Linked DNA regions of Sus scrofa: regions 2, 3, 4 and 5 are each linked to region 1. The links are chromatin contacts, called in public Hi-C and HiChIP or PLAC-seq maps. All regions are on one chromosome and are shown on one strand. Each heading gives the region's core, a stretch centred on a gene start, on an enhancer-like site or on the middle of the called end of the contact. The rest is flanking DNA. Distances are from core to core; before and after follow the strand shown. Region 1 overlaps PDE4D (cAMP-specific 3',5'-cyclic phosphodiesterase 4D). Region 2 overlaps PDE4D (cAMP-specific 3',5'-cyclic phosphodiesterase 4D). Region 3 overlaps PDE4D (cAMP-specific 3',5'-cyclic phosphodiesterase 4D). Region 4 overlaps PDE4D (cAMP-specific 3',5'-cyclic phosphodiesterase 4D). Region 5 overlaps PDE4D (cAMP-specific 3',5'-cyclic phosphodiesterase 4D).

Region 1 (3,956 bases), core at 1,108-3,607:
AATAGGTTAGCTTTCATCAAGAATAAAATGTTGTTATTGACATCAGAACTTTCATTGACTCTACAAATTCCTTGTCAACATTATGACTGTTCCTAAGATGCATCCAAATGAAAGAAATGCTTTCAAAACTAGGCAAACCTTGGTTACTTTGGTTTCAATTTTCAAACAAAGTATAAATCTTTATTTTTTATATACTGTTTATATTTTGTATGTTTTTTCCTGCCCTTAAATATTGATTTCTCAGAACTGGGTACTGAACCCAATGTATCAAACTCCAAAATAGAAAACAGATAAAACTGAACCATTATGGTTGAGTTAGGACAGGGATGAGTCTCAAGGTTCACTATTCACAGGTCTTCTTCCACCTTATCCCTCTCTGCTACATTTTCACTCAAACTTTTTATCAAAAGATCTTTGTTTTTAATTCCCAGGTCTGTGGCATCCATTTGATAAGTTTCTCCTTGAGTCTGAGCTCCATCAAACCATATAACCAATGCCCTAGACTCATTTTCCTCATCCCTCTCTCTTTTCACATTTAGTCAATCATTGCTATTTCCTTATCGCAAGAATAGGCAGGTATCTCTCTTTTCTCCCCTATTCTTGTGTCTTAATTCAGGCCATCAGTTTTTTGTTTTTTTTGTTTGTTTGTTTGCTTTTTGCACTATTTTCCTATGGACCTCTCTGATTTTATGCTTCTGATTCATTTGTTAATATTTTCTAAACTTTTTGACCTTATATATCATAAGCAAAGGAAAAAAAAAGATTGACTATGAACTCCTAATATGTTTATTTAGGTAGCCGTGAATTTATATGTTTTATATATATACACACACACACTGATATGTAAAGTTAAAACCACACATACCGAATTATTTAAGATTTAAACATGCGCATGGACACACACACACTTTTATATTTCTTCTTATACCCTATGTATGGATGGCTTGACGGTGCTCTAGCATGTGCATACCCCACTTTGGAGACTCTGGCTCTATGTCTGATAGAGAATCTTTCTGAAACCAAACCTCATACTTAAAGTCCTTCAATAGACCTCACTGATTGGTAGATAAAAATCTAAATTCTTAACTCAGAAGACAAGGCTGTTCGTGAACCAACTGTTGACTGCTTCTCAAATCTAAACTAAAATAATACCTCTGTGGAGTTCCTGTTGTGGCTCAGCAGAAACAAATCTGACTGGCATCCATGAGGATGTGGGTTTGATCCCTGGCCTAGCTCAGCGGGTTAAGGATCTGGCATTGCTGTGAGCTGTGGCATAGGTCACAGAAGTGGCTCAGATCCTGCATTGCTGTGGCTGTGGTGTACCTCCATATATTGCAGGTGTGGCCCTAAAAAAGACAAAATAAATAAATAAATAATAAAATAATAATAAAATAATACCTCTAAAATCTCTTATTAAACAATTTATACTTGATAAAATATTAAATAATTTGAACTTGTCCAAATAAATGTGTTAATACATTGCTTCTTTGAACAGGCACAGACTTAGCTGGGTTGTTTCGACTAGGACATTACAGCAAGACTATGTGGCATGAAATATCTACATGATTCTCACCACAAAAATGTCAATAAACAAAGATTATTAAATTTTTGGAGGGTATTGAAGAATAAAATGCATATGTGGGGTCCTGTAGCCTTTATACATGTCAGTCCTTGGGAAATTAGGGAGTGAGAGAAACAGAATAAAATGTATTAGCATCAGAATTTTCATCAGCTCTACAAATTTCTTGTCAACATAATGAGTTTCTAAAGTACATTGGAATGAAAGAAATGCCCCCCCCCCTTTTTAAGAAAATGCTTATAAAAACAGCTGAACATTTGTTACTTTGGCTCCAATTTTAAAACAAAATTCTACATCTTTTTGTTTGTTTGTTTTGAAATATAGTTGATTTACAGTGTTTCAGATATACAGCCAGGAGATTTAGCTACATGTATTTATGTATCTTTTTCAGATCCTCTTCCACTATAGGTTATTATAAGATATTGAATGTAGTTCTCTGTGCTATAGAGCAGGTTCTTGATGGTTATCTGTTTTATCTATAGTACTGTGTATCTGTTAATCCCAAATTCCTAAATTTTCCCTCCCCTCCTTACCCTTTGGTAACCATAGTTTGTTTTCTATGTCTTCGAATCAATTTCTATTTTGTAAATAAGTTCATGTATATCATTTTTTAGATTCCTCATTTAAGTGATATATGATATTTGTTTTTGTCTATCTGACGTACTTCCTTTGGTGAAAATAGGAGATATTTCCTATGTATGTATTGAGATGAGATAAGCTTAAGAAAAAGAGCAGAGCTGAATGTTATGTTATCCTGCTAACCTTTGTCAGGCCTTTCTGCCTTGGTGTGGTTCAAATTTCTGCTGTATATTTTGATACTTTCCATCTCCATAGCAGTTGCCCAGGAATATGTTGCCAGAAATGACACTGAAAATGCAATTAATTTATAAATAGATCCTCCTGTGTCATAGAAGCCATTATTTAGGAAATTATATGAGGTATTGTGGGAGATTGAACATATGATAGAATAGGTCATTTGCTCAGAAAAATATAAATAGATAGAAATATCAAAATATAACCAAGGAAACATCAGGCAGATGAAATTAAATGATTGTTCAATATTTCTTTCATATGGCAAAGAGATTTAAAATTGAATTTCTAAATAAGCAAATGGGTAATTTCTAAATCTCATACTCCATGTAATTGTTTAAAAAATATATAACTTTTTTTTCTAGAAGTGTTAGAGAAACAAAAAGCAAAGTTTTATAGGAATCATTGACTCATTTATTAAAGAAATAAATATTTTAAGCCTAGAGCATATTAGACCAGGGTTAACATTTTCCCACTTTATATTTAATCTTTGGTGAAGAATCCTAGATGTCTGTTTGTACATACATTACCTTATTCATAAAAGAAGGGGTAGAATGAGAAATGTCTGCAGTATGTAAATTGTTTTGAAAGGGAGACAATTGAATAATAAAGAGCAGAAGTAAAAGTTATCTTTCTGGAAGCTAGGGATTTCTCTCACTCTTCTCTGCCTGCTTTCCACTGTTTGACCTATGAAATATTATAAAATTAAAATATAAAACAATGAGTGTCTAATTGTTCAAGTTCCTTTCATTGAGGGTGACTTGCCTGGGTTCTTAGATGCAATTGAGAGGGTACATGTGGTTTCCTTAAATAGTGCCTTTCTTTCTTTTGAGTTTATAAAAGTGTTTTAGGAATAGCAAACTAACAGTGCAACAGTAGTGTTTAGTTCTCCTAATTTGTCATTTTTACCCTTTTTCAGAGTAAACTCTATGAGTAATGTGATCATATGCATGGGAAACTGAAATTAAAGTGTTCAAACTGTTGTGACAAACAACAGATATTCAGGGTCAGTGCAAGTAAAGCTACAGATAATCACTCCATCTGCTCCATTGTTGGCAAGAATGAGGCCCAGATGTTGCAGTGTACCTTTTCTTTCTCCTAGACCTTGGTCATTGACAAATTAGATTTACAAAGAGAAATCTAGATTGCTCAGGCTTTCCCCTGAGATCATGTAAAAGAGTTCCTCTCCATCTAAAGTATTTTCTTATTTTCCTGCTGATCCCATAGTTTGGGCTAGTAGATCCATTAGAAGAAAGTGGAGGGAGGCCTCAATGAAACCTTCCACAGGGCACAGGTGGTTGGACCTATGATCACTGAACTGATGCTGCTGCTAGTCTCCAGGCCACCAAGCCAGCCCCAATGGACTTTCCACCTAATACTTAAAAAAAAATAGATTTAGTGGGGAGAAACAGGCCCCTTATGCTATTTTCTTTGTCTTTCTTAACAGATAAATAATTGCACTGCAGTCAGCTTTTCTGTAGTGACAAGCAGCCCCAATCTCAGTGTCTTAAAATTCCAAACTTGCATTTCTTGCTTAAATTACACATAGGTGCTGCTCATCTGCAGC
Region 2 (4,148 bases), core at 1,241-3,740, 430 kb after region 1:
AGTTTGGTTTTGTTCGGCTGGTTATTTTTTGTTCCTTTATTATTTATTTAGGCTGAATTTATTCTGTCTACCAGGCCAGTTTGGTTTGTTTGGCTGGTTATTTTTTGTTCCTTTTTTTGGTTTTTGTTTCTCTGCCAGAAAAATCAGAAAACAAGAATTACGGTTTATGCATTATCCAAAGGTTCCAGTGGTGATTTTTTTAAAGTGCAATAAAGTAAAACTTTCATCCAATCTCTTATTTTTCAATTATGAGTTTTTGCTGTTGTTGTTGTTTTTGTTTGTTTTGTTTTTTTGTTTTTGTTTTTTTTTTTCAGAAGCTAAAAAAGAAGGCACTAAGAATTCTTTTACGTAAAATCATGGAGTTAATTCCATGTGTTGACCTGACAGCACACTCTTGTTTTATGCCATTTCTTTTCTTTTCTTTTCTTTTTTTGTCTTTATTTTTTTTAGAGCCACACCCGCAGCATGTGGAAGTTCCCATGCTAGAGGTCTAATCAGCTGTAGGCGCTAGCCTACACCACAGCCACAGCAACGCCAGATCTGAGCCATGTCTGGGACCTACACCACGCTCACGGCAACGCCAGATCCTTAATCCACTGAGTGAGGCCAGGGATCGAACCCACAACCTCATGGTTCCTAGTCAGATTCGTTTCCACTGTGCCACGACAGGAACTCCTGTTTTATGCTGTTTCATGTGCATTATTTATCTTAAATACATTGTTTCCATTCATTTACCCCACCTGCTATAGAGATTAGGTAAAATTTCCTACCTGTTTCACTATTTTTTGGTGTTTTGTTTGTTTGTCTGCTCTGCATTGGTTTAAAGGTGGCCCATCTTGTACTTTTTATCCAGGAAAGCAACCTGATGTTTCCCAGACAGACAACTTGTATATAACCCAGCTCTCCAAACACAGGAGCACTTTGAATATGGTAAAAGTATACCTCAAAGGTTTATGAACAGACCTCACAGTCATCAGTTCAAGTTCAAGATATTCACAAAGACTACCATGTTTTATCCTCTCTGGCTCTCAGCTTTGATAGACTCTTTGGGGAGTGATGCAGATAGATAGGGGTACATTCTTAAAATCGCCTGACATCTGTATAATCTTTGTACTTAACATAGGATTCTCCCATGAAGTTTAGAACTTGATCCTCAAAACAGTCATGTAAGGAAACAAGGGAAAATATCATTAGCTCAGACTTACATATCACAAAATTCTGCTCAGAAATGCCATGTCTTGCACGCACTCACCCACACACATGCATGTGTGCGTGCACATACACGTCATGAGTTAGAATCCAGGTATCTTGACCCTGAACATAATGATTTTGACCAACAGCTGCTGCCAGACAATGCCTTTGGCATTTGCTGGCAGGTATAATACCCTCTGGATGAGAATATAATAATAGCAGTTATACTAAAATCTTTATTCCCCTTTCAGGAGTGGAGAATCCTGATGGGCTTCTAAGCAAATCTTTCCTCTTATGAGGAAGAGCAAAAATTGTCTTTGCCAAACAATCAAGAATTGTTGTTCCATTAATATAGCAATGCTCTTTTGCTCTCAAGCTTAGAGTAGTTTTTTGTTTGTTTGTTTGTTTTTCCAGTTATTCAAAACATTGTCTTCTCTTATTACTGAAGTTTTGAAAGATTGCTCAAGAGGTGCACTGGTCAAGATGATAGCCACTAATCACTGATGACTCTCGATTTAAATCAATTAACATTAAATAAAGGTAGTATCCAGTTCCTCAGCTGCACTAGCCATATTTCCAGTGCTAAGTAGCCACTGTGGCTAGTGCAAACTGAACTGGACGGCACAGAGAGTGATATTTCCATCACTGCAGAAACTTCTGTTGGACTGTACTGAGTCTAGAATATGTACTTCTGTGGAGCTTCAGAATAGTCTGAATCCACTTGTGTGTAGAAAGCAACAACATGGTGCAGTGGAAGTGTGACAGTATGTAAAGTCTGGGTTTAAATCCAGCTCTGCTGCTCTTTTCCAATGCCCTGGGATTTTATTATTCAATAAGACTTCAAAAACCATCTCAGCGACTGAGCCAGCATTACTAACTCCCTACTTTTCCAGATAAAGGACTTTAGTTAATAGAGAAATTCCCCCCATTGATATACACACTCATTTTCTTTTTCAAAGGCATTTCGTTTCCATTTTTTAAAAAGGTGTATTCTCAGAATAAAGGAGAGTTTTTCAAAGGAATGTGGTTAACTTTTTTTTTTAAATAAGACTTAAAAAAAATTCACTCTAAAGTTTGTGTTTATTCTCACCCTCACAAAGAGCAATGAGCATTCTGTTGGGTGAGCACCAGGTCTCAGCGTGGCATTTGGAAACCACTGAACTCTGCCACTTGCCAAGGGCATGACTGCCAATGAGTTACTTAAGTTCTCAGAACCGAGTTCCTTATCTTGAGAGGGAACATGAGCATCCATTTACCGCAGAGGCATCAGAATTAAATACCACGTGTCAGTCGGGCAGGGTCTCGTACGTAGTAGGCATGCAGAAAATGTACTGCGCTCATTCCTCTCCGTTTGATCACACCCTTCCTTTTAATCTACTGAATCATTTGATACCATGCAAATCTTGAAAAATTGTTGGACTAGCTACCCATAAATTTTTTCCCTGGGAGCCCATCCTGGAGAAAAACCAAGAGTGCAGGGCCACTGACGTTAGGAACGGGCCAAAGAAGATAAACTGGGAAAGAAGAACCTGTTCCTAGAACACAGAGTGAGGGCACTTGTGAAAGCTTGCTGTGTGTGCAGCCCTCTCCCCATCCTCCTCCCTCCTGGAAGTCAGCCATCAAAGTTTTGTGATGACAATTTGTGACATCAGCACTCTTGATGGGATCCCTTTATTGTATTGGCTTTTATAAAACAAAATAAATATGCTGAGTGAGTGCGTCCCTACATGTGCAAAACACTTTTATCATTTTAGAAAAGGAAAATCTGTTGCTATATAATTCTGAAAAGAGATTGTCTTTCATGCCATCATTTAACAAATTTGAGGTCATTTATTGACTTCATGAACATTCTCTAGTGAAACCTAAATTTTTGTTTTATGACAAAGCGGAGATTACACTTCAGACTAGAGAATTTTTGCTTATGTTTCATTAGCTCCAATTTCACTTACCTCATCTTCAGTGCGTGTAAGATGAGCATACAAGGGCCCCAAATAGAGGGGTTTTGATTTAGGAATGTTTGGGGGCAAATATCAGGCCTTCATTTTTAAAGCATGAATAAGGAGTGAGCAAATGATTTAAGTGTCAGAAGACCAAATAACTTCTTAGGTCATGTTCTATGATATATTTTCATTTTTTAACTTTTTAGGACTTTACTTTGGATAGCACTTCTAGTTTCACAGCCAAATTAAGAGGAAGGTACATAGATGTCCCATATACTTTCTGCCCCCATACCAGGGTGCAACATCTATTACAATTGATGAACCTGCATTGACGTATTATGTTTTCTTAATCTTATGAAATACACCTTAAAATGTAATGTATGCAAGGCAGATGTTCTTTGAAGGGTTTTTCCATTGAGTATTATAGGCTAAATAATACAGTAAATTCTCTTTATGCTGATAAAGATGGTGGTGGGGTTCCCCCCACAATAACTTTTCCCCTCCTCATTTGAAATACAGAGGCAGAAAGTCAAAATGCTTCCCCTAGAATTACACTCACATGCACACAGCAAGCATAAATACATTTACACATAGATATTTACATACATGTGCATATGCACAGAGGCATTTATTAAATATGACATGCTTGCAATCTTACTACAGTCTGAGTATGGACATATGATATTGAATTATCAGCCAAAACTATCACCTGGGTAGCAAACAAAAACTTATTTTATTTCACTTAATTTATTATTTTAGGAAAGAAGGACATGAAAATCAGTAGGGGGGTAGGGATTTTTTTGTTTTTCTAAGTCATTTGGGTAATTTTTTTGGTTTTTATTTCTTTTGCATTTATATGAGACTCTTCCATTTATTGTTTTTTTGGTACCTATCACCTTCATGAAATGGAAAATGTACTAGAGATTGAGCAGTGTTTTGGATGTGCTTTTGGCATTGATAAACACTGTTATAGATGCAGAACTGCCATGTTTAAGCACAGACCCACCAGAGTCATGT
Region 3 (3,966 bases), core at 1,120-3,619, 450 kb after region 1:
TCTCCAGTTTATTTTTTTTCTGGCGGTAAAACCAAGACAAGAAATTCTCCCTCCTTGCCCTACCCACCCCAAGGTCTGTGACAACTCATGGTCTGTGTTTTGGTGCCATCTAGTGGCGTAAAGTGTGGTTAGCATGAAAAAGAATCCTCAAAACTCTGCTTTTTAAGTGGGAATTTTTAACTTGAATGTTATTGCCACATCTTTTTATTAAAGCAATCTCTTTAAATATTTTCAAATAGTTACTGTTATATAAGTGTATATTTCTTTTTGGCTTGTATGTTCAAATGTTTAACTTTTTAATGAAGTCCACATTTCCCTGCCATTTTCAGTGAATCTTATTGGTTAATAAATGTTTAGAAATACCTAAGAAAGTCTGAGATTAGTGTGTGCAAATAGCATTTAATCCCTTTCATGCTCAAGTACATTTCTGTACAAAAATTTTCCATGACATTGTAATAATTTCTTTCCTAAAGTGTATTATTTTTCATCATTCCCAATGTATTTTAACCTTGACTGATTATACTTTTGCTTGGAGGGGCAGAAGAGAAAGAAATGACCTTCATTTTCTAACCATTGAACTGTGTGGGAGAAAACCTCAGGGAACTTTTTGATTAGCAAGCATTAAAGAGTGGAGAAAATTGTAGGAGCAATAGAGCCCAGACTCTAGCTCTTAAAGGATTGAATTCAAGGGAAGTGAGAGTGGCCCTGTAACAAAAACAAAGCATAATTGAACTTTAACTCAGGGCCTTATGTAAAACTGCCTCTAGTTCTCCACCACCTGCAGTAGCAGATGCCTCACCCTATGTCCAGCAGTGCAGGTGAGAGCAGGAAAGGCTAACATAGTGTCTTCATGATATGGACACCCAGGATCATCCCACTAGGCCTAGGACAACACCCTCCTTACAACATTTGTTTGGGACTTTTATTTACACTTCTGTTTGTACCATCTGTGTCATGGTGCAGAAGATCAAGTTAATACTTAATAAAGCCTTTATCAAATATTATTTGTCCCCACAAAAACAATAATGTAATACTTGCACATATAGGGGATGATGTATCTACAAGGGTACTTACTGCAGCAGTGTGTATAAAAATAAAATTTAGGAGACAATCTAAAAGCCCGTGAGTCGAGGGGATAAGCAGCTGAATGGAGGAGAGGCTCAAACAGAGAAACCTATTTTCACGTTTCATTGTGAAATATTTCATCCATATAAGAGAAGATCTCTAGAGACTTTCTAAAAGATAAAGAACAATACTAAAATCAACAGTTTAAGAAATAGAACAGTGCCAATATTTTAATGCCTCCAAGGGTCCCCCAGTTTTATCTGTTGGCCTCTTCTCAGAAATAACAATAATTTTGATTATTTTCTTTGTTATTGAGAGAGACAATTTACTTTTAAATGTGTACCATGTAAAGATATAGATTATGCAAATAAGTACAAAATAAAAATGTAATTTAAAAACCAAAATGAAATCCTCTAATTTAATATCTTTATTATATCTGAGGCAAAAACCTTTATACAGAAAAACAAGTGGAGTGTATCTTTCATGAAGTAATGCTTTCTTTCAAATGAGCACAGATCATGAGTTACCTACGGTCCTATTGCTGTTTGCCCAACTGTCAGATGCACTTACCTTAATTTATTAAAACAAAATTCTCAGAATTCTGAGGTTAAATTTTAGCCTAGAATAAGGATTGATGGGGGGCAATAACCTTAAAATGTTTTGTTAGTGTACTTAATATTCAATTCTTAAAGTCTAAATTCAGCCTGCATGATTTAATGACAGTGGGTCATTTGTCAGATTTCTTTCTGGATCATTCAAGATTTCATGCCTGATAAAAGACAGCATGGTTTGATGTCAGCAGTTGGCCAGTCGAATCCTCCGTCATAGGCAGGGTGACCTTTTGGCACTGTGAGCTGTTTATATGTGATAATGGACCAGATTTTTCCAGGGAGTGAGTTAATCATGGTTGGCACCTTACAAAACACCATTAACTCCTTCAGGGATAGTGCTGTAGGTCACTGTCCTGGGCATAAACAGGACCCCAGTGACCTACAAGAAGGAATGCCAGTTTAAAAAATGTCTGAGACGTTTTTGTCTTAGAACAAAATTTAGGCTGATTTTAGTCTCGGTCAGCATCCAGTGAAAAAAAATTCTGGGAACAGACCTGGAGCCCTGGTAACATTATAAATTTGCCCCCCATCTCTTGCATATTGTCATTAGGAGACATTAAGTAGATTCCCGGCATACATGCCCAATCATTAGTCAAATGGAATGTTGCCTTGTTGGGCTAATAGTCCCTGAGCGCCTTGTGTTTGCCAGACACTGTTCTGGACACCTTACCTGTCATCTCATCGCATTTTCACAACAGCCCTTGAGGTAGACGGCACTCTCCTGCTTGCCAGATGAGTAACTAAGCTTCAGATAAACGATGGAACTTGTCTGAGTTCACATGTTGACTGTAACAGAGCCAGGCCATCTGGGCTGTGATGTGGTATCTACAAAGGCATCTGAAATCTAAGTTTGAGAGAAACTTAACATTCCCATTGTCACCCAGAGGGCCTTTGACCTTAGCAACTCTAGGCTACACCCTGAGGGGAAACTTGCCCATTCTAGGAGAAAGTGGGAGGAGATGGTGCTCCCTAACTTCTGATTGTTTTGCCACTGTCCAGCTTCACTAGAATTAGAAAAAAAGGAAGAGCTATCAGAAATAGTGGGGCCTACTGGTCCTGCCTTGTGTGTGTGGATTATGTTGTGTCTCAGTAATCATTTATTCAACAAAATTTTGTGTCTTTCATGGGCCAGGCACTGTGCACATTCAGGGCAGTCTCATTTTATTCGAGACCTTATAATTCATGAATCAGATAACCTTCACGAGGAAAGGAATCTCTGTGTATTAGCTAGAGTAGCCCTGTGGCAAAAGTGCAAAAACAATTTAAAATGTACATAGTTTGGAGTTCCCGTCATGGCTCAGCAGAAATGAATCTGACTAGCATACATGAGGAAGCAGGTTTGATCCCTGGCCTCGCTCAGTGAGTTAAGAATCTGGTGTTGCCATGAGCTGTGGTGTAGGTTGCAGATGCAGCTGGGATCTGGCATGGCTGTGGCTATGGCATAGGCCAGGGGGTACAGCTGCAATTTGACCCCTAGTCTGAGACCCTCCATATGCAGCAGTTGCAGCCCTAAAAAGACAAAAAAAAAAAAAAAAAAAAAAGGGTGTGGTTTGTGGATTTTAAGATTATGGCATTCTTGGTTTGAAGAGAACTTGGTAAGAGAACTGTTTTACATTTTGCCCTTAAAGTGAGACTTTATGAATATTTCATATTACATGATTTGAAATTTGCATAAAATGCAATAGCACTCTGTATATTGCCTGGGACATTGTTTTTTTGGTGGCTGAGGAATCCAGAAATACTGTGGCAGTTGCTGCTCCTGTCACCATATTCATAGACCATGAGGAGAAATAATCCAGAAAATCTTTTTAAGTTTGCCCTCTGTGGATTTCATATGGATACATGTAAATGTCACCAGATGCTGGGAGGTTCTTCAGTAGTATATGAAACTAAGTTGGAAGTGGTGTCAGGTTTTCACTGAACAAACCAATTTTTAAAGTCACCAAACCATTTCAAATTTCATTAAAGAGGCCCTCATTTCAAGAAGTTTAAAGACTCCTTTTTTGTTGTAGGTCTTGGCCAGCCTGCGAACTGTCCGAAACAACTTTGCTGCGTTGACTAATTTGCAAGACCGAGCACCTAGCAAGTAAGTTATTTTCTCCCACTCCTTCTGGCTGGACCTTCATACAGTGTTTTCTCAATTTAATTGAACTCAAGGTGATATATTAGATTTCTCTGAATAGTTGCCATGTTGTCTAACCATTTACTCTAAGTCATACGATGTCCTGTTAATTTTCTATAAATACTGTGTGATGATGGTTCTCATATCAGAGATGAAGCAGGATGACAA
Region 4 (4,197 bases), core at 1,126-3,625, 370 kb after region 1:
TTTCTCATTGCCAGGCCTCCCCTGCCTCTCCAGATCCCCTCTGGTCCTAACATACATTCTGAGTTATGTAATTCACAGATTGTAACCTCACAGCCTGAGTCTCACCCTCCTTAGCAGGCCCCAGACTGAGGAGGATGCCTGCTTAGTTTGCCCTGACATCCTAGTTCAGGAAAAAGGGCTTAAGCCTCTTTCTCCATCTGTTTCTAGAAAAACAACCGGCAAAAAAAATGGGATCTGGTTAGAAGATCTGTTCCCATGGCCCAGAGTATTGCTTCAGGTTGAGCTGAAAAACATAGAGACTGGAAATACAGTGGATGCAGTGGTTTCATGAGAGCAACCAATTAGCATTCCATTGTCTCTGGTATCTACTTATTTTATTATGAGTAGTTACCAATAAAAATGTGTAAAAGCATTATCTTGTTATAATTAACAACTGTACATTGGGTTAATAGGTGTGATGAGGGTGGAGTGAACCACCTTGGGGGAGAAATTGAGTCACAAAAGATTCCCTGATTCTCTGCTTGGAAAAAATAATCCCAGTTGTTTATCTATGTCCTGTTGTTAAACTCCTGTCTAATTACATATGAATCAGTAAGTGTTTCTATGGTAATATAAAACACAAAAAGCAGCAAACATGCCTTTATAAAGGTGTTATTATAATTGGGAAAAATCATTTACACACATGGGTGTGAAGTTATATACTGGCCTAGAAATACATGTGAAATTTGTCCTTAATTGTAAGATCTTTCTCATGTTAACAACAAAAGAATTAGATGGTGTCCATTGTTTTTTTCTTTTTTTCCTTAAATCTTGGGTTTTAACCGAGATAGCCAATTGTTTTCACCTGTGGTCAGTTAGTAGGTGGCACATAGGGTGCAGTACTGGGAGCTGCGCTGAAACTCAGAACACGCTTCCATCTATTGGTGATGTCACCAGAGAGAAGAGGGGCCTTATGTGGCTGCTTGCCATTTAAGTGGCCCCTGTAATTGGATAATATCTATATTATTCTTTATATCTAAACTCTGTCATTAAAATTTGCATGCAAATAAAGTTGGAGCAAAAGCATGATATATACATTCATGCAAATATGTATATATAGTTTTTAGAAATTTCAACATGTTTTAGGTCATTTGTCACCTATGAAGAACATGTATGCATATTATAAACCATAGAAAAATCTTTTTGGATGCTGCAAACAAAAGAAAGAAAGCAAGCAAGAAAGGAAAGAGGGAAGGAATGAAGAAAAGAAAAAAAAAGGAAAAGGAAAGAAAGGAAGAAAAAGAAAAATTAATAATTTTTATTATCAGTGGCCACCCTTATAATCACCATTCAGATTAAAAATGCTACCTGCAGACCTCAAGCCACCTTTGTGCCCCTCTCAGCCTCTGCCCACCAGTGCCAAGTGTAACAACTGTCTTGATTTTATAAGTCACAGAATACTATTTTCCAGGTTTGATTTTTATAAAAAAGGAGTAATAATACAGTTTGTACTATTTTGTGGCTGTTCCCTCCCCCCCAAAAAAATTGATGTTTGAGAGTTTACCCCATGTTGATGTGGTTGTATGTACTTCATTCAGTCTCACTAACATCTGGTTAATTAAGCAAAGTGTTGTTTGAAATATAAATAAGGAGAAAAATGATTTATGTAGATTGTTTAGATCACAGTTTGGTATGTAGGACTACATGAGCCCTTAAAACTGTTGTCAATTTACAGTAATCATTGGAATACAATTTCACATATAAACTCTGTTGCTTAGATCCCCCCTCCATGGATGTTTCTTCTGGGAAGCCTTCCTAGACCTTGCCATCAAAATTGAAAGGCGCCTCTCTGCGTTCTTGGGAGACCTGGTCCATTTCTCTGTCAGCTCTTGAGGTTTTGTAGCAATTGTCCATTGTCAGTCCTACCTGGGGCTGTGAGTGGGTCGCAGGGCCTGTCCCTCTTTGTTCCTGTGTGCCCAGCACAGAGCCTTTTCCATCAGCAGTATTCCACATCTGTCTGTTGCATGAAGAGAAATCAAGGAGTTGTTCTACATCACCAAGAAAACATTCCAATCTGTTTTTATGTTTAATTTTCTTGTAAGAGATGGCAGCCTGCTAGGGACTGTACTGAGCAAGTTACAGAAACAGAATTGACTCTCTGTGGTGAGGAATTGTAAAGGATCAGGTCTGGGAGGATTTTTTTTCCTGTGGGTTTCACCCTTAGTTTCCCACCTTCACTGATAATTCCAGTCTCAACACGTCTCCTCATTCCCTCATGAGGCTCCCATGCTAGAATCTACATTTCCCAGTTTTCCTCAACGTTGTCTCCTTGTCTCAGTGACTCACCACCTCAGGGCTATCAGCTAGTCATGACCGGAGGGTACAGGTGCTGAGGTGTGTTGCATCCCCTGGCCACCCAGCTGATCTGGATGGCCTTCCGACTCTGGTAATGCGGTGATCTCTTCAGCCAAGAGACCTGCTGGGGGTGAGGACCATGACCACTGCTTTGGGCCCACTCCAGCTTCATTGTCAGCATCAGGCCGATTCCGTAGCTGGGATGCTGAATATGAGAGCGTGGAGTGACTGAGAGCCCTAAGAAATGAAAGTGATGCCTGGCCTCCAATGTCAGGGTGAGTGTCCTGCTCAAATTGTGAACTTGCTGCCCCACTGTTAAGTTTCTTTTAGCTTTACCACACTTCTAGACTTAATTTTTTTTAATGCTAAGAAATTAAGGCTTAATCCTTAGTAACTGAGAAAAATCATTAGCTTTTAGTGTTGTACAAGAACATTCTCTAGCCACTTGGCCATTTAATCTGATTCTGTAGCTTAAAATGTACAGAGTTTTGTGTAGCTCTTTTAATAGTTGCAAAAATAAAGGTGTATTTTTCATTGCTTCACTTAACAATGTTTATTAAATCAGTTCTGCCCCAGGCACTTTGATGGCTGTTAGACACTGATGAAATATTAGCCTTCACGTTCATAAAATTTCCAGTCCGGTGACTTTCTAAAGGATTCCTGTGGGGTAGGGGATTTCTCCTTTTACATTTTACTATATCCTCAGGGTATTTTTTACTTTCATGGTAAAAATACATTTACAGTTTAAAAGTGGTTCCATTGCTTTCAGGAATTCAGCGGTGAACAGAATAATTTAAAAACCTCACTACTTGAATTTGGGGTAGAGTGATATGAAATAAACCTGGAATATTTGATTTTTGGAAACCAAAATATTTTCCCTGGGCCAGAGGGATAACTTCATTCTAAATAAATTGTTTATGTAATCACCTCCTAATAAGGCTATGTCAGCCAAGTTAAATATTTAAGTTTATTTTATTTAAATAAACTTTAAAATCAACAGATTTCTTTTCTTATTTAGTTGAATTTAGCCTTCAATTTTTCAAACAGAAAGTACATAAAGTAGAAAATGTTCATGTACTTAGAGGAAGACAGCATGAGAAGAGAACATCAGAAAAAGAGCTGGGAAGAAATAAAGTTTAAACAGAAATAACTCAAGTTAGCATTTGACATGATTTACCTTTTTGCCAAAATGTCTGTCTTCACAGATAATCTCGAGGAGACTTTCGTTTTTATAGGTCCTAATTAAATTATGAAAATATGCTTGAGGGCTCTGTTTCACTAATAAGGGAAAGAAACTTTTCCTGTCTACAAATGACTTCCACTAGCTTGTTTGCCAGCTCTTTAAATAAACTCATTTCACTATGACCATGGTTGAGCACAGTTGGATTCCTTTATAATGTCATGCATAAATCGTGGCTGTCACTGCATGAATCTAAGGTCATTTAGTCAAGTAGGGATCTAATAGGAGCTTTGGAAAGAACTGTTAAAGACCAGATTCCAGGTAGAAAATCCCCATGTCCCACTGTAGTTCAGCGCAAAGGATTTGCTCTTAAGGATTACAACCATCGCACAAGGGTTCCACACGACAGTGGAAAGCCTGTTTGCTGACAAAATATAAAATTTTTGTGACTTGGCACAAGGAACTATATTATAACATGATTCCTATCAGACATCTGGACTAGGGTTCTTTTGGGGCAATTATAACATCTCTGACTGTATTACTAGTTTCGAATTCAATGTAACATCAGAACCTACCCCATTTGGGTAACTCTTTAGTACGTTTTGTGGGCAATTCCATAAGTAACTTTCATAAACTTTAGCCAGTAGTTGGAAAGACTATAAGATTTTGTTTGCAAAGTTTAT
Region 5 (4,163 bases), core at 186-2,685, 280 kb after region 1:
TAGATGATTCAGAGAGAATGTGTTTATTTTTGAATTCTTGGATCCTGCAAGGTTGCCACCATTCAGTCAGCTGTCACTCACTCTTTCAGCCCATCTGTCAGATAGCAAAGAGTTGAAACCTGTAAAAATGTTTTCAGTTACTCATTCTCAAAGCTGATACAGAGCATGTAGCATTCTCAAGAACCCCTGGTGTGCTGGATGCTGTTAGGAAAAGAAGGGCCAAGTATACTGACTTAAGGTTTGACAGAAACTACAGGAATAATTTGGCCCCCTTGGGTATATGAGACATGAATTGGGCTATTCGGGAGGGGGCGGTCTCAAAATTTAGCAGATGTGGTGAAGTTCACCAGGCTCAGCGGTAGGTCAGTTTTGTCCAGTTCAGAGGGGGTTAAGTCACTGTCAGGCACTCCAGGCCTCTCTAATCTTATCCTGGGGAAGTGGAGTTCTGCCTTGGTTTACAGTTGAGGTCACTGGCGGGACCGTATTTGGACAGAGACTGATGGAATTATGCCGCCTTGTTAACATTGAATAGCCCTTGGTGAAGAGGACCAGTGACGGCATTGTGGTCCTCTGACTCCCGGAGCACCGTATCTTGAAATGCATGCCTCATGGAGATGTGCTGGACCTGGAAAACAGACGAATCTCTGCGGCTTCCATCACTTATGTAATCTAAAAGAAGGTTGTTTCACGGGACTTATCAGAGAGTTAAGAAATGTTTATGGGGAGTAGAAAATGGGCAAGAAAATTGATCTCTGTTGTCCAAGTCACACACTATAACTCACCCTCCAAGGTGACGCGGTATCTCCTTGAGGGGAGAGCTGCCAAAACCATTGAAAGTGATCTGCCTGTTTTCCTCACACACTGACTTGCAGGGAGGCGCTAGTATTTCCAGACCATTAAATCCTTGTGCAAGGTTTGCTAATAATGATGTTCATCCCTGTGGCTAAGAGAAGATGATATAAGAAAAATAGTATTTGGCAGCTAGGTGTGTGAGATGTAGTAAATCTCTGTTGGATTTTCCCCATCATGGGCATATATTTACTTTTTTACTTTTTTTTTTTCTTCTTAAACAGAGGACCACTGTTTACTTTTTTTTTTAACTTGATGCTTGATATAAAGGTTCACCGACTTCAGGCATACCTTTCACAGTGTGTGTGTGTGTGTGTGTGTGTGTGTGTGTGTGTCTGTGTGTCTGTGTGTGTGTGTCTGTGTGTATTGCTTTCCAGGAGTGGCATGTGCTGTTTAATCAGGGCTGTATTTAAAAACACATTTGCCAGGGAGAGTTTCTCATGTTCTTGATGAGATAAGGTCAGAGTGAAGCAAGCTCTGTAGCAAAGGGCAAGTGTCAAGCAGCAAGAAGTCCCAGCCATCCTTCCAGCCCTGCCTCGGCCACCCGCCACCTCCCTGGCAGCACAGAGCAGCGTACGGAGGGAATGCCCTCTCTCAGCCACAAGTGCCTCCTGCTCCATGTGGAGCCTTCCAGCCCCAGGGCCCTGCACCCACTCTGACTTGCTGCTGTCTCCGGCCTCCCTAGCACCTTTCTTACAAATGGCTTTTGTTTGGGATCCTTGGGGAGCCACCGTGCCAGGACCCTCAGCAAGAGTCAAATCAAGATTGCGTTTCTCAAAGTCCTACAGGTATTGCTCTTTCCTATTTATGGCTAGGAAGACGTTTTGTCAGCAGCCTCTGTAGCTGGAGGCCCCCTGCAAATAAGCCTTTGCCAGCTGGGCTGAGGGATGTAACTTCTGTTTATTATCCTGTGTTAATTTTGAAGTCTGCGGAATAGGAGCTAAGATGCAAACTTTAACCTTAGTCGGTGGGATTTGGGAACCTGCAGAAGTAGGAGGAATTTGACCAACTCTAAGAGCTGATTTTGAGAGTTAAATGGTGAATTGGAAAAACATTCTGTGACTGGCATCTGGAAAACAAGTGTGATGGCACGCCTAATGGACTTAATGTAGCCAGAATTGGTCACACTAACTTTCCCTTAACACTTTAAATGTCAGGAAAGGGTTCTTGTTTGATTCAACATACGGAGAAGCAACAACAACATACTACTGTGTTGTTTATAAGTGTTTCAGGTCTCATTCACATGCAAAAGTGGAAACTCTCTTTGGTCTAGGTGGAAAGTCAGCCTTGTAAGCTTGCCCACCTAGTTTGATCTAGGCGGAAAGTCAGGAGATTTAGATACCATGAAGCAGAGTAAATATGTTATTAATCTATTATGTCATAGGAAAAATCTCGACCTCATGACCTCAATAAATTGTCAGTGACATCTTAGCATTACATACAAGTTAGCCTATTGTAATCAAATAATTATTTAAAAAAAGGAGACACTGAAAAATCTTTGATTTCCTTCTTTGCTTCCGTGTTCTAGATATTTACAAGGAAAGGTTGATTCTTCACACACTTTTAGTTTCTGATTGGTTAGTCTATAGCACTGCAAGCTATTGCATCAATAGCAAATGCCAGTCACATTGTCTGCAGAATCTCAGGAATAAGATCTTTCTTCTTTAGACCAAATGTAACTTATCCGGGAACTACCAGGCCTATATAGAAGTATGCATTAAATTTGTATGAAAATATGTCCTGATTTACTTGTATAGAAAACATATAAATGGATAAGCAATGAGATTCTGCTGTATAGCCCTGGGAACTGTATCTAGTCACTTATGATGGAGCATGATAATGTGAGAAAAAAGAATGTATATATGTTTCTATGACTGGGTCACCTTGCTGTATAGTAGAAAATTGGAAGAACACTGTAAACCAGTTATAATGGAAAAAATAAAAATCATTATAAAACAAAACCAAAAGAAAAAAAGAAAACATTCAAAGTTTGGATTAAAATAACTCACAAGAATTATTTATTTGTTTTTAGACAGTATGAAAGATAATGCCCTAGGAACTTTTTAGGGAGCTATAAAATAAATCAAATTACAGCCTTCCCTAGTAATGACACATAAGCAAACTTTGACAAGGGATAAATAAAAGTTGGCAGTTAAAGGTGTAAATAGTACTTCGATCTACTTCTACTTCAAAACAAAATAAATACCATTAATTTTTATTAATTATGTTAATTTTTTACATTTAAGGATATGATTCAACATTAGAAATATATGCCTCCTATATGCTCTATGTTCTTACCGAATGAGCTTCTCAAGCTTATTATTTGCATCTGGTGCTTATTATGTGTTAAAATGTATGCTCTCCAAAGACTTATAAGCATTACTGTGCATATTTGCAATAGATGGTGGCTTCTAGCCACTCTTTATCATTAAGATAATGATAACAAGTTTCCAAATATCGTAAATATCTAACTTCTGCTTAGGCTAAAAGCAATAGCATATGGGACTAAATAGTTTGAGAAATCTCAAGAAATGCAGAATTTAAGCTCTCCTGTATGCTTTTCAGATAGATTATGAAACTTGCCTTCTTGATCTACCAAAGATATTTTTACTTTCCTTGGTCAGTCTGATCCTTTCCAAAATATAGCAAGCACTGGAATGTCTAAGGAGGAGTTTCTATGTATTTAAATGCCCAGTGTGCATAGTTCTAACAAGCTTCTTTCATGACAAGTTTAAGAGGGGAGAGTGATATCCCAAATGGCCGTCATAGACCGGTCTCCTTTGAAACTTGGGAGATTTTGACCTCATTCATTTGCTTTTATTTGAATATTAATTTCTCATGTAATGCTTTATTTTTTAAATGTACTGTCTTCACTGTTCTGTGGGTCCCGTTTTTTTTTATCACTGTATTTTTTATCACTGAATTTGGGACTATAAATTCCTGAGGCTAGGGGCTTCCTTACGTGCAACAAGAATGCCATTAATGCCTATTTGATGAAATATCTTTCTACATTCTCTTTTGTATCACCCTTAGTATCACCCTTTTGTTAGTATCACCCTTTTGTTTGAAAAAACAACTTGCTTTGTTTGAAAAATCAACAGGCTCAGAGTCTGGTGGAAATTTGAGACAGAAGTTGAGGACAGAAGTGGAATATTCTGATTTCACATTTTCACAGGTCTCTCAGTGCTCAAAAGGAGAGTATCTATTCAGCCACAACAATATCTTGACAATAATGAAAAAAGATGCTTTTAACAGACCACACAACCTCAAATGCATCATGAGTCAAAGGGCTTATGTATGTGTGTACGCGCGCG

The links. Hi-C and Micro-C count contacts between places; a contact is called where the count stands out from the background. HiChIP or PLAC-seq counts read pairs in DNA pulled down with a chosen protein or histone mark.
Region 2: a contact with region 1 is called in an H3K27ac HiChIP or PLAC-seq map of skeletal muscle, with 7 times the contacts expected there. The contact joins two enhancer-like sites. A contact is called at or near these places in 6 of 47 Hi-C or Micro-C datasets (fetal skeletal muscle, fibroblasts, mesenteric adipose tissue and 2 more) and 1 of 2 datasets of contacts at active chromatin or transcription factors (skeletal muscle).
Region 3: a contact with region 1 is called in a Hi-C map of skeletal muscle, with 8 times the contacts expected there. The contact joins two enhancer-like sites. A contact is called at or near these places in 13 of 47 Hi-C or Micro-C datasets (embryonic fibroblasts, epiblast stem cells, fetal skeletal muscle and 8 more) and 1 of 2 datasets of contacts at active chromatin or transcription factors (skeletal muscle).
Region 4: a contact with region 1 is called in an H3K27ac HiChIP or PLAC-seq map of skeletal muscle. The contact joins two enhancer-like sites.
Region 5: a contact with region 1 is called in an H3K27ac HiChIP or PLAC-seq map of skeletal muscle. The contact joins two enhancer-like sites. A contact is called at or near these places in 1 of 47 Hi-C or Micro-C datasets (skeletal muscle) and 1 of 2 datasets of contacts at active chromatin or transcription factors (skeletal muscle).

What each region holds. Positions count from the first base shown.
Region 1 is chr16:38,539,267-38,543,222 of Sscrofa11.1, reverse strand. All of the region lies in intron 5 of PDE4D (cAMP-specific 3',5'-cyclic phosphodiesterase 4D), which reads left to right. Among named protein-coding and RNA genes, the nearest start is that of MIR582, 39 kb to the left of the region's middle. Within about 2 kb of position 2,357, at least 2 of the 83 cell types and tissues checked have an H3K27ac peak or open chromatin away from gene starts, as enhancers often do. A contact at or near this core is called in skeletal muscle, where this site is marked.
Region 2 is chr16:38,110,758-38,114,905 of Sscrofa11.1, reverse strand. All of the region lies in intron 6 of PDE4D (cAMP-specific 3',5'-cyclic phosphodiesterase 4D), which reads left to right. Among named protein-coding and RNA genes, the nearest start is that of MIR582, 470 kb to the left of the region's middle. Within about 2 kb of position 2,490, at least 2 of the 83 cell types and tissues checked have an H3K27ac peak or open chromatin away from gene starts, as enhancers often do. A contact at or near this core is called in skeletal muscle, where this site is marked.
Region 3 is chr16:38,094,229-38,098,194 of Sscrofa11.1, reverse strand. PDE4D (cAMP-specific 3',5'-cyclic phosphodiesterase 4D) reads left to right here. Exons shown (of 19, transcript XM_021076868.1): 8 at 3,689-3,762. Among named protein-coding and RNA genes, the nearest start is that of MIR582, 480 kb to the left of the region's middle. Within about 2 kb of position 2,369, at least 1 of the 83 cell types and tissues checked has an H3K27ac peak or open chromatin away from gene starts, as enhancers often do. A contact at or near this core is called in skeletal muscle, where this site is marked.
Region 4 is chr16:38,168,534-38,172,730 of Sscrofa11.1, reverse strand. The region is part of intron 5 of PDE4D (cAMP-specific 3',5'-cyclic phosphodiesterase 4D); the gene reads left to right. Among named protein-coding and RNA genes, the nearest start is that of MIR582, 410 kb to the left of the region's middle. Within about 2 kb of position 2,375, at least 5 of the 83 cell types and tissues checked have an H3K27ac peak or open chromatin away from gene starts, as enhancers often do. A contact at or near this core is called in skeletal muscle, where this site is marked.
Region 5 is chr16:38,255,558-38,259,720 of Sscrofa11.1, reverse strand. All of the region lies in intron 5 of PDE4D (cAMP-specific 3',5'-cyclic phosphodiesterase 4D), which reads left to right. Among named protein-coding and RNA genes, the nearest start is that of MIR582, 320 kb to the left of the region's middle. Within about 2 kb of position 1,435, at least 10 of the 83 cell types and tissues checked have an H3K27ac peak or open chromatin away from gene starts, as enhancers often do. A contact at or near this core is called in skeletal muscle, where this site is marked.